2 separate regions of the Mus musculus genome follow, and region 2 is linked to region 1. A link is a contact called in public promoter capture Hi-C data. All regions are on one chromosome and are shown on one strand. The core of a region is the stretch at or near the end of the contact, and the rest is flanking DNA. Distances in the headings are between cores, read along the strand shown.

The links. Promoter capture Hi-C pulls out the DNA fragments that hold promoters and counts their contacts.
Region 2: a contact with region 1 is called in a promoter capture Hi-C map of hippocampal neurons, with 2.2 times the contacts expected there. The contact joins the enhancer-like site here to the promoter of Pard3 in region 1. A contact is called at or near these places in 4 of 39 promoter capture datasets (the 3T3-L1 cell line, hippocampal neurons and liver), 1 of 15 datasets of contacts at CTCF or cohesin (the NIH/3T3 cell line), 38 of 484 Hi-C or Micro-C datasets (the AML12 cell line, the MC3T3-E1 cell line, the N1E-115 cell line and 21 more), 23 of 115 datasets of contacts at active chromatin or transcription factors (craniofacial prominence, differentiating embryonic stem cells, embryonic fibroblasts and 13 more) and 2 of 9 other capture datasets (adipose tissue and pancreatic islet).

Annotation. Positions count from the first base shown.
Region 1 is chr8:127,061,735-127,066,807 of GRCm38.p6, reverse strand. It overlaps Pard3 (par-3 family cell polarity regulator), which reads right to left and starts at 2,752. Exons shown (of 25, transcript NM_001309391.1): 1 at 2,335-2,752. The coding sequence starts at 2,454.
Region 2 is chr8:127,115,621-127,120,693 of GRCm38.p6, reverse strand. The region is part of intron 1 of Pard3 (par-3 family cell polarity regulator); the gene reads right to left. Among named protein-coding and RNA genes, the nearest start is that of Pard3, 54 kb to the right of the region's middle. Within about 2 kb of position 2,188, at least 23 of the 459 cell types and tissues checked have an H3K27ac peak or open chromatin away from gene starts, as enhancers often do. A contact at or near this core is called in cerebellum, hippocampal neurons and muscle stem cells, where this site is marked.

The sequences.
Region 1 (5,073 bases), core at 1,503-4,002:
GGGAGTAAAGCTATGTGTTATGAGCCCAGCCCTTTGAACACTTATGAGTCAAAAGTCTTGTGATCCAATAGTTAAACTCCAACTATTGCAAAATCTATCTTTTTCAGAGAGAGGTTTATGTAGCCCTGGCTGGCCTTGAACTCCAGGTTCTGTAATATTTCATCTCAAATATTTCTTTTGAAAGCACAGAAAAACTGAGAAAGACACCCAGCAATGACCTCTGGCCTCTGAACAGAACACACACACATAGAAAAACATTCACTACACACACACACACACACACACACACACACACCATCTCCTAAACTGAGTTTTTTGGAACTAGTAAATCATTTCTGACTGTCTTGTCTACTAGTCCAATGTCACAGTCTCTCTTCCATCCCTCATTTCTCCCACCTGGTCTTCTCACAGCTAGAAGTCACTCAGACCTCCTACTCTTTCTGGGACCCTTTCATCACCCCTCCCCCTTGACTTTGGACAGCCACTGCTGATAGTGAAGAATAGTCCACACCTATCAGCAAGGGCCCTCAACTCTATCCTTCCAACATCCCAGGGACAACATTTCCCCACAGAAACACCACGGCTGTCCCCACCTGAGGGATCACAAGAATCTTGTCTCAGACTCTCACAACCTATTAAGAACAAAGAATCCTACATATCCCTTAGATGCCCAACACCCACAACACAATAAATACTTAATATGACTTGAAATAGTAAATGTTTCATTCCTATGGAAAAATTAATAATTCAGCCAGTCAAACAGTTACCTGTGTATTTCCCAACAGGCAACTTGACCATTGCCCAGGGTGTGCAAGATGAAAGAAACATGGCTAGCTTTACAAACAAAATCGGCAAAGCAAGAGGTCAACATGGTCATGCTCTCTGCTCTGGAAGTAGGCACACTTCTATATTCTACATATGTTACTGCCATTTTTCTTTTCTTTCACAACTAATGATGTTTGTCTGCAGAGTACAAAGACAACCTGGTTTTCCCTTACAATAGTAAATCACCAACTGTCAGTCAGAAATGATGCTTAAAACACTTAAGTGTGAAGTTACAGAGGATTTCCCCTCTTGTCAGCTTTACAAGATAAACAGGTGCCCAATTTCCACTAATGTTGTTTGATTTTTCAATGAGTTCGACCAACTGGAAGAACACTTACAGCTGTTGAACTCAGCATCTCCTATCCCTGTACCAGATTGCCAACCATCCCCCAAAGTCTCCTTAAAGGGGCAATCTTGTGTTATATTTTCCAACACAGACTAAAAACAAAACAAAACAAAACAACGGTGTAACCATTTTGCCCTTTCTTAATTTCAGCGAAAAATGGAGGGTGACCCACGAGCATTCAGCGACATATGCAGACAAAGCCACCTTCTCCTCTCGCTTGTTCTGAAGTCACAGAAGGCAGGCCACTGAACAGACAACAGACGGGGAAATACCAAAGGGAACACATTCCACTCTCATACAAAGGAAATATCCTCAGGTGCTAGAACGAAACTTCAGCGTGGGCTGTTGTCAAACACAGAGGGTAAAACAACCTACAAAACGCCCTTCCACTTCTGACCTATTATGGAGGAATGCGGTTTAATGGAGACAATGTTCTCCATGAGGAAAACAGAGAAATAGAGGCTACTTCGACCCCAGGCCCAGTGAAGCCCGGGCTCCTCACTGGAGCACATCCAGCTAGGTAGGGGTAGAGAGCCAGAGGGAGTTCTGACTCCAGGAGCGAGTCTAGGCTTAGGTGTTTTAAGGAGCCGAGCACCGGAGCCACTCCATCGCCCCCACCTTAGCCCATGAGCCTGGCCGACCCAAACACGGCTGCACGCGCGACTCGGAGATCCCGCAAGAACACAGAAGGTCCACGGCCCGGCTGCGGCTCCCGCGTGTACCAGATCGCTCAACTCTTCCCACACTCCCCAAAGTTCCGTGGGCAACCCTCCGGGACAGGCCTGCTCCGGGAGAGGCCTGGAGCTGGATTGCCAGGGCCCGCGGACGGTCGGGCAAAGGCGCCCCGCCAGGCAACGCCGCGCCTCCCGCGTGCCGCACTCTGCCTCGCCCCGTGCGGGCTCTGGGCACCCGGCCGTCCACTCCTAAGCCCGGAGGACCCAGACAGTGTCCAGGGACCGTGAGGGTGGCGATCGCGGCCCAGCCGGAGCGCGCCGAGAACTTTACGGCCGCGGGTCCGGGCCGGGGGCGCCGGCGAGGCCGTCGGCTGCGGCACTTTCCCTTTCCCCGCCTCCCGGTCTCCCTCCTCCGTCTCCAGGAAGCGCCATATTGATCCCCGCGCCTTTCCCCCGTCCGCTCCCCGCCGCGCGCCCCAGGCCACTCACCTTGGCCACGGCCTTCCGGTAGCGGGTCACCGCCTGCTGGATGAGGCTGAAAACTTTCATGCGGCCATCTCCGCACGGCACGACCACCCGGGTCCTCCCGAAGCACACGGTCACTTTCATGCCGCCGTCCCTCGCTGTCCGTGGCCGGAGCGGCGCTGGGCCGGGAGACTGTACGCAGGGCGCGGTGGGGCCGCTGCGCCGGCGCGCCGGCGGCTAGAGGCGCGAGCAGGCGGCCGCACAGAGCTGCCCGGCTACCATGTCCAGCCCGGCCGCCTTCGCCTGGCCTTGCCTGTCCCCGCCCGGGCGCCTGCAGCCTCCGGCCACCTGTTCGGCGTCTCGGCGTCTTGGCGCGCTCGGCGGCGGCCCGGGGCCGTGTGGCGCTCGCGCTCAGTCGGGACTCCGAGGAGGGGACGGCGAGGCAGGGAGGAGGAGCAGCGACGGGCTGGGCGCACAGCACCGCGCGCAGGCGGCAGGAGGAGGCGCAGGGCGGGGCGCCCCGAGGCCTCCGCCGCTGCCCGGCCGCTCGGTTCACCGCACGGCGAAGCGCGTCGCAGCCCGCGGCGCTGTGCTCGGGCCAGCGCGGGGCAGGGCGCGTCCTCCTCCAGCCCACTTGCCGTAGGCTGCAGTGGGAGGCCCACTCCGGGACGCCCCACCCACGCCCCCAGAGGGCTCCAGCGAGGTCCTCTTCCTTTCTTTGTGACTTTTAATCCCCTTCCTGGGAGAAAGCAGTTTAAGCTCGGAGACGCCTTTAGAGCCCGAGAGCCACCGAGTCGCGCTGGCGAAGATAGGAAGCTCCAGGTCAGGCAAAGCAGGGTTTCTATCCTAAGTGCCTGGCTCCGGTGCAAGGCCGGGCGGCGCTGTTCTGTAGCAGAGATTAATTGGCTGCTCCCGAGAGAGGTTGAAGACGCGTGGACGCCCTGGTACTTCCTCTTGAGGCCACTATTTACCTTAAAGTTTCTTGGTGACCCACTTGTTTAAATAAGCAGGACTTAACACCGCAGTTCAAATACATCTGTTTCTTGAAAATTCCTCAATCTAAGCAACCTAAAACCCTCTGAAAAAAAACACAGTACGAACGCTCGGAGGGAAGGCTGTTCTAGATAGGCTATTCCCTCGCTGCTAAGGCTGCCTCAAAACTCAGGCACTGACACACCCCCAACTCCACAGGGAGTGGGTGATAAGCAAACTCTAAGGTGTTTAATAACAAAGTGGACCAAGTCTAGAGAAGTGACTGAAGCTGCTTTCTGACTTACTTAGAAAATGTGATCCTTAAATAAATGTTGTCTTCAAAGAATGGCAAACTTCAAGAGAGTCGCTGTTGACCTGAGTTTGTCCCACACAATACAGTAAGTTCAGTTTGACAGTTAATTTGCATGATATTTTAAGCCTATTAAAACTCCTGTGGTCCCCAGAATTTGAGCATCTACAGCTGGTGCTGAGGGCTCTCCATCCATCCCTCCTTTCTTTTAAAAATAATAAGCAAAACAAAGAAATCCCTTGGCTTTTTAGACTCCTGCACAGTCTCCTTGGCCATGCGGCTCTAGGTCAGAGGAAACATCACATTTTCTCCCTTCTGACTGCTCTCAGTCCATCCGATGATCACTGGTCCCAGCAAATGTATCGTCCTTTCAGGGGTCCGTCAAGAATTCACCCTCCCAAAGTCCACAAGAGAACTCTTGCGTGCACATAGCCATGGGAAAGACTCTTATTATCTCTACATGGCTATATCTATCATTCAACTTGTCTACCAGTGCCTGTGCTGGTCGCACTATGTCGGTGAGTCCTGCTGAGGTTTTCTTGTTTGGGATCTTAGCAATACTTGTGTCCATGGGCCACCAAGATGGCTCAGCCTGCCAGGTGCCGACCACCAAGACTACCTGAATTCTAACCCCAGATCCTACATGGTGAGAAAAGAGAACAGCCCCCAACAATTTTCCACTGACCTTCACACACACACATACACACAGAGAGAAAGAGAGAGAGAGAGAGCCATTAAATAAAATATAAATAAAAACAACACTTGCACCCACAATAATTATGGGTAATTAAAGGTAGTGTTTCTGTTTTTGACACATGGGAGGAGTATAAAGTTGCTAGTGGACTTTGTCCAAAAAAACAAAAAGGCACTGATTTAGGTTAAGTTCTAGGTTTGAACAATAGTACTTTCAACTATGATGTTAACTCTCTCCCCAGCCTTGTCTTTGCCAGCTGAGGAAAGAAATTGGTGAGATGCATCTCATAAATTGTAAGGATCAAACAAAATTGTATATGAAAAATCTTAATGCTATATTATATATGCTATGTTATATGACATGTATGACATATTATATATATATGTATATATATATGTGTGTGTATATATAATATGTGTATATATATATATACACTAGTATGTGAGAGCCTGTAACATAGCAGAGTCTAGTGGCCATGGTATATAGTATGCTAACAAAGCCTGGGCAGGACATCAAATGATTGGAGAGCAGTAAGCAAAGATATCTCAAAGAAGCTGAAGATATAACTAGACAAGGACTGGAATATACTAAGTAGAATGCTTGTCTAATATGTTCAAACCCCTGAGTTTGATCTCTAGCACTCCATAAAAACTTCACATCTGTAACCCCAACACATAGCAAGTAATTTGCAGAAACATGGCAAGTTAAAGAACAGCCTGGACTACATAAGACCATGTACTGTTGTTAATAATAATAATAATAAAGATTAAGACTTTATCTGGCTAGC
Region 2 (5,073 bases), core at 939-3,438, 54 kb before region 1:
TTTTACACCACAACACATCCCCATCATGCCACCTAGCACAAGAATTGTCTGTTTAGATTTCAAAATATTTTGACCTCTGCTGTCTCCACAGTTCCATCCAAAAACCTGGTGTGCTGTAGGCACAGAACACAGGGATGCCGCAAGAACAGGGATGCTGCCTGGAGAGATGGCTCAGCAGTTAAGAGCACTGACTGTTCTTCCAAAAGTCCTGAGTTCAATTCCCAGCAACCATATAGTGGCTCAGAACCATCTGTAACAGTATCTGATGCCCTCTTCTGGTATGTTTAAAAAAACAGGTACAGTGTACTCATATAAATATAATAAATATTTAAAAAGAAAAGGAGAGGAGAAAGAGAGGAGAAGGAGAAGGAGAAGGAGAAGGAGAAGGAGAAGGAGAAGAAGGAAGAGGAGAAGGAGGAGGGGGAGGGGGAGGTGAGGGGAGGGGGAGGGGGAGGGGGAGAGGAAGAGAAGAGAAGAGAAGAGACGAGACGAGACGAGACGAGACGAGACGAGACGAGACGAGACAAGACAAGACAAGACAGGACAGGGATGCTGCAGGCACAGAGCACAGGGATGCTGCAGGCATATGACACAGGGATGCTGCAGGATTTTCTATTCCACTCACCACTAGGAAGGGAAGCAGCAAGCATATCACTTGCCACTTCAAAAATAATTTACTATCTGAAAACCTTTTCCAAACAAAGGAAAGAAAGACAATGAGCAGGCCCCTCTGTCTACAGTGATCAGAAGGACACAGTAACCAGGAGCAACAGAAGCTGTGGGTCATACATTCCTGCTGCAGGCTCCTCACTGAAACACTGGAGTCACACAGTCCTGGGCGCCATGCCTCAGTTCCCTTGTGAACTAAAGGAACGAAGCCATGCCCACATTGATTTTTTTTTCTTCTTTTTATTACAAGGACAGTTTGTAAGCAACAAAGAAAATATGTTAACTGGTTGAGTTACTAGGTTGTGTGCTGCATCTGGGGAGATGGCTCAGTGGGTAATGTCCCTGTGTCCCAAGCGTGAAGACTTGAGTTTGGATGTCCCAACACCCATGTAAAGAACTGGGCATGGTGTCATGTGCCTGTGACCCTGGAACTGGGGATATAGAGACAGGAGGACTCTTAGATGTACTGGCTGGTCAGCCTTGCCGGTCAGTAAATGCCAGATTCGGCGAGACCCTGCTTCAAAAGGTTAGGAGAAAAAGATGGAGGAAGATACTTGGTGTTGACTTTAACCTACATACACACACACACACACACACATGCGCGTGTGTACACACACACAAACACATGTGCTCACAAATGCATGCATGGGCTCTGTGTGCTGAAGGATGAGGATTATTCTAGAACCAGCAGATATTTAATAAAAACTCCATCACCTCATCATTAAAATTCCATTATATTTTTGTACCAACCAGAAAGTGTCTGGGGATATCTAGTTTGCAATGACCCCACATACACAGAAAGGTGCAGATCTATACCAACAGATTTGCCTGTCTTCTCACCGGAAGGTGAGCCATGTCCTAAAGAACCTGCCATAGAGCATGCCCAGTGTTAGTTCCCCTTGCACTAACTTTGCAAGACCTACTTTGGTTTTGGTACCTTAGCTGGTTCTACGACAAGGCTTGATACAGCACAGAACCATCCTCGGGGGACTCAACCTTAGCATCCATCCATTCTCAGCAGATCACACCCCACATGTGTCTTCAGAATGGGCTGAACTCTTTTATGTGAAATTTCAGGTTCTGCAAAGCTCTGCCAGTTCATCCAGAGCCCAGAACCACAAACTCAAACAGCCAGACTCTCCACAATCTGAAATCTACTTTCTCAGAGCCACAAAAGCACCCTAACAAGCTTCAACAGATTTTTACGCTCTGCGCCAACTGGCAATGGGCATCAGAAGCTAAAGTGACGGTTCTCGTTAACGTGAGGAGTCAACTTGTATACCAGCTACCTCGAATGGATGCCAAGGCTGGAGGAAGAAAAAGGGAAACGCAGAAGCTATATAAGCCTCGGGCATGCCCCTAGTTGCTATGAGCTGCTCTGCCCAGTTAGGAGTATGCTATGTTCTCTCACTGCACCCTTTCCTACCATATGTTAGCTGCACTACCCCTGACAGACTTCCTAGGCACTCAAAGCTGCCTGCAAAATTGCTCGGAGTAACAGCATGTTTCTGCTTGCCGAAGAGATCCCTAGACACTGCCCTCATGAGACCAGCGGCAAACAGCCAGGCCCTGGCCAACCCAGATGACAGACAGGCTGCAGCAACTGTGGCTGCTAAAAGTAGCCAGTGAGGACCTCACAACCTGCACCTCTCAGGGCAGGGGACTGGGGGCCCTTAGAAATAGTTGTAACATAGCAAGGCTATATTTTATAGTTAAGACATCAAGCAAGCTTTGTTCTCTAATGGCGCCTATGTTAGGGCAAGACTTGCAGGGTCCACGTAAGCTGAAATATTCACCATCCACACATCCTCCAGAAGACATTAGCATCATAGTTTCTGGAAGCTGCAGCGCATGAGGAAGGTTGGAATGCAGGTGTGGGTGCTGGTTAAAGGATATACTTTCATAGATGGGTTGAAATACCTGAAAATCTCTAAGGTTCGGCAAAGTGACTGTGGAAATACTTCATTCTTGAACGTATAGTGCAGATATCATACACTAACTATTGCCACAAAAATAACAACAACCAAATGGCACCACCCACACAAAACTTCCTAACAAGGCACAATCGTACAATGATATCAGTTAATTTTTTAAATGACATACAAACAAAGCACAGTCAACGTTAAGAGGAACAAAAGGACAGCACATTTCCTGTCTCAAAGAAATAAAAAAAAAATTAAAGTTAATTCAATCCATGATTATTTATTTTCCATGTGGGATTGAATGAGTATTTGTTTACCCTAAAGACACTTTCTCTGCCCACTCTGGTGTGTGTACACCATGGGACAGGAGTGGAGAACATAGGACAACTGGTCCTTGCTTCCTCCTTGCTGGTCAGCACTGCACAGGCCATGCAAGTCAGCCCTTGAGCTTCTAGAAATTCTCCTGCCTCCCATCTCATCTCACAGGAGCAATAGGGTGCAGTCAAGCTACCATGTCTCTGTCTAAACAGAGATCTGAATGTTTGTAGGACACATGCTCTTAGCCTCTGAGCCCTGAGTCTGAATCATTTGTTTGCTTATTATAGGCATGGTCTCTACATTGCTCTGGCTAGCCTGATCTCTCTGCATAGACCAGGCTGGCCTAGAACTGATGGAGATCCATTTGCCTCTGTCTCCCAAGTGCTAGGATCAAAGATGTGTGTGCCACCGCACCCACCCCTGAGGCTGTTTGTATGCTAGGTTTTTACGGCTACAAGCTTCCGCGTGATCAGCATGATCGAGCATTGTGTCTAGCTTATCAGTGATGCCCTTCTTTAAACCCTCAAGATTCTTGGCTTGGATGTTGTATTTTGCAATAAGCACCACAAAGAATTTTAAGGTTCATAAGACAGTAGTAACTGGAACAGGACCCATTTTAACAAAACGATGGGGAGGAGCAACATGTGAAATGCAACATAAATAAAAGTAAGATAATTTTGGGTACCCTATCTGGTAAGGCGGACACCGACAAAACTTCCTGACATGTCCAGCCTTTTGTTGGGACATGTGAATATCAACAAGTGTCAGTCTAGCAATAAAAATAGAACACAAAGTATCTCATTATGCTCTAAGTAAGTTTTATAATTTTGTTATCGGGCTACATTCATAGCTATCCTTGGCCACATGTATGTGTGGCATGCAATTTGGACAGGTATACAGCACTGATCATCAGCTCAGGGTACCTTGGTCCCCTAAAGTCAGAGGAGCATCAGTGGGCCTGAGGATGGAGCACGTGCAGACTCTCAGGAGTCTTGGGTTAGAGAGTCAGCTCTACAATGGCCTCTTTACTTCCATCTTCGACAGCATCTATCATTCAACCTGGAGCACAGTGCTGACCAAGAGATGCCACAAGCTGGAATAAGAGGAGGAATCCGGACCTTCCCAGACACCTGGTTTCTACACTGAATGCTGAAAATTAACACTGACAACACAGCAGCCAACCTTTCCATCTTACAGATAAGAAAACAGAAGCTGGGAACGTAGCTCAGTGATATAGGCTTGTTTGCCTAGAGTGAGTGAGGTCCTGGGTTCAAAAGCTAGCACCACCTCAAAATAAAAAGAATGGACAAAAGAGAAAATCTGACTGGAAAAGCTACACGTAAGGAATGAACACACACTATGGACCTACAGACTGTTAGTGCCATGAAACGGTCAGCCAACAAGGCTGATGTGGCCAGCCATCCTCAGAAGAACAACCAAGGGGATTCTGTAAATGGACAAACTCCCTATGTACAGCTTAAGGCTTATCAAATGCGAATGAGTGACATTTTCTAACCTGCAAATTTCTCTACGTAAAAACCCCTTCATCTATCCTGTCTACATTCTCATTCTTTATACGTGAAAACTAGAGTACCAAAAATAATAGTCTCCCATACAACTTCTAAGAGACTCTTTGCCCTGATCTAGAATAAACAGGGAGTGCATGAATGGGGGAGGGGGGGGAGGTGGTGGCAGTGAATACTACAGGATCTATTCCAGGCTGGCCTGAACTTCTGCCCCCAACTTCCAGTGCTGGATTACAGTATATGCCGCCACACCCAAGTAATGTGGCACTGGGACTCAAATCAAGGATTTACTGAGTGTGTGGGCAAGCACTGAACCAAGTAAGCCACAGCTCTAGTCTTGCATTTTTAGAATTTCTTTTCCAAACATGCAGACTGAATTTTAGCACACCTATAGCCATGTTTACACACTGTCAGAGTATGCGCTCAAACCCTGGACAACTCATTCTGGGAGCAGGAACTGCCAGAAAAGAGCTTCCAAGGCACAGGCCAGGACCTGAGGTCCATGGAGGGAGAAAGGAGGGAGGGAGGGAGGGAGGGAGGGAGGGAGGGAGGGAGGGAGGGGAATAAAAGGCCTCAAACTTTTCTTCAGTTTAAAAAGCAGGTTATGGCCCTGAAACATACTATCATATACACCTAAA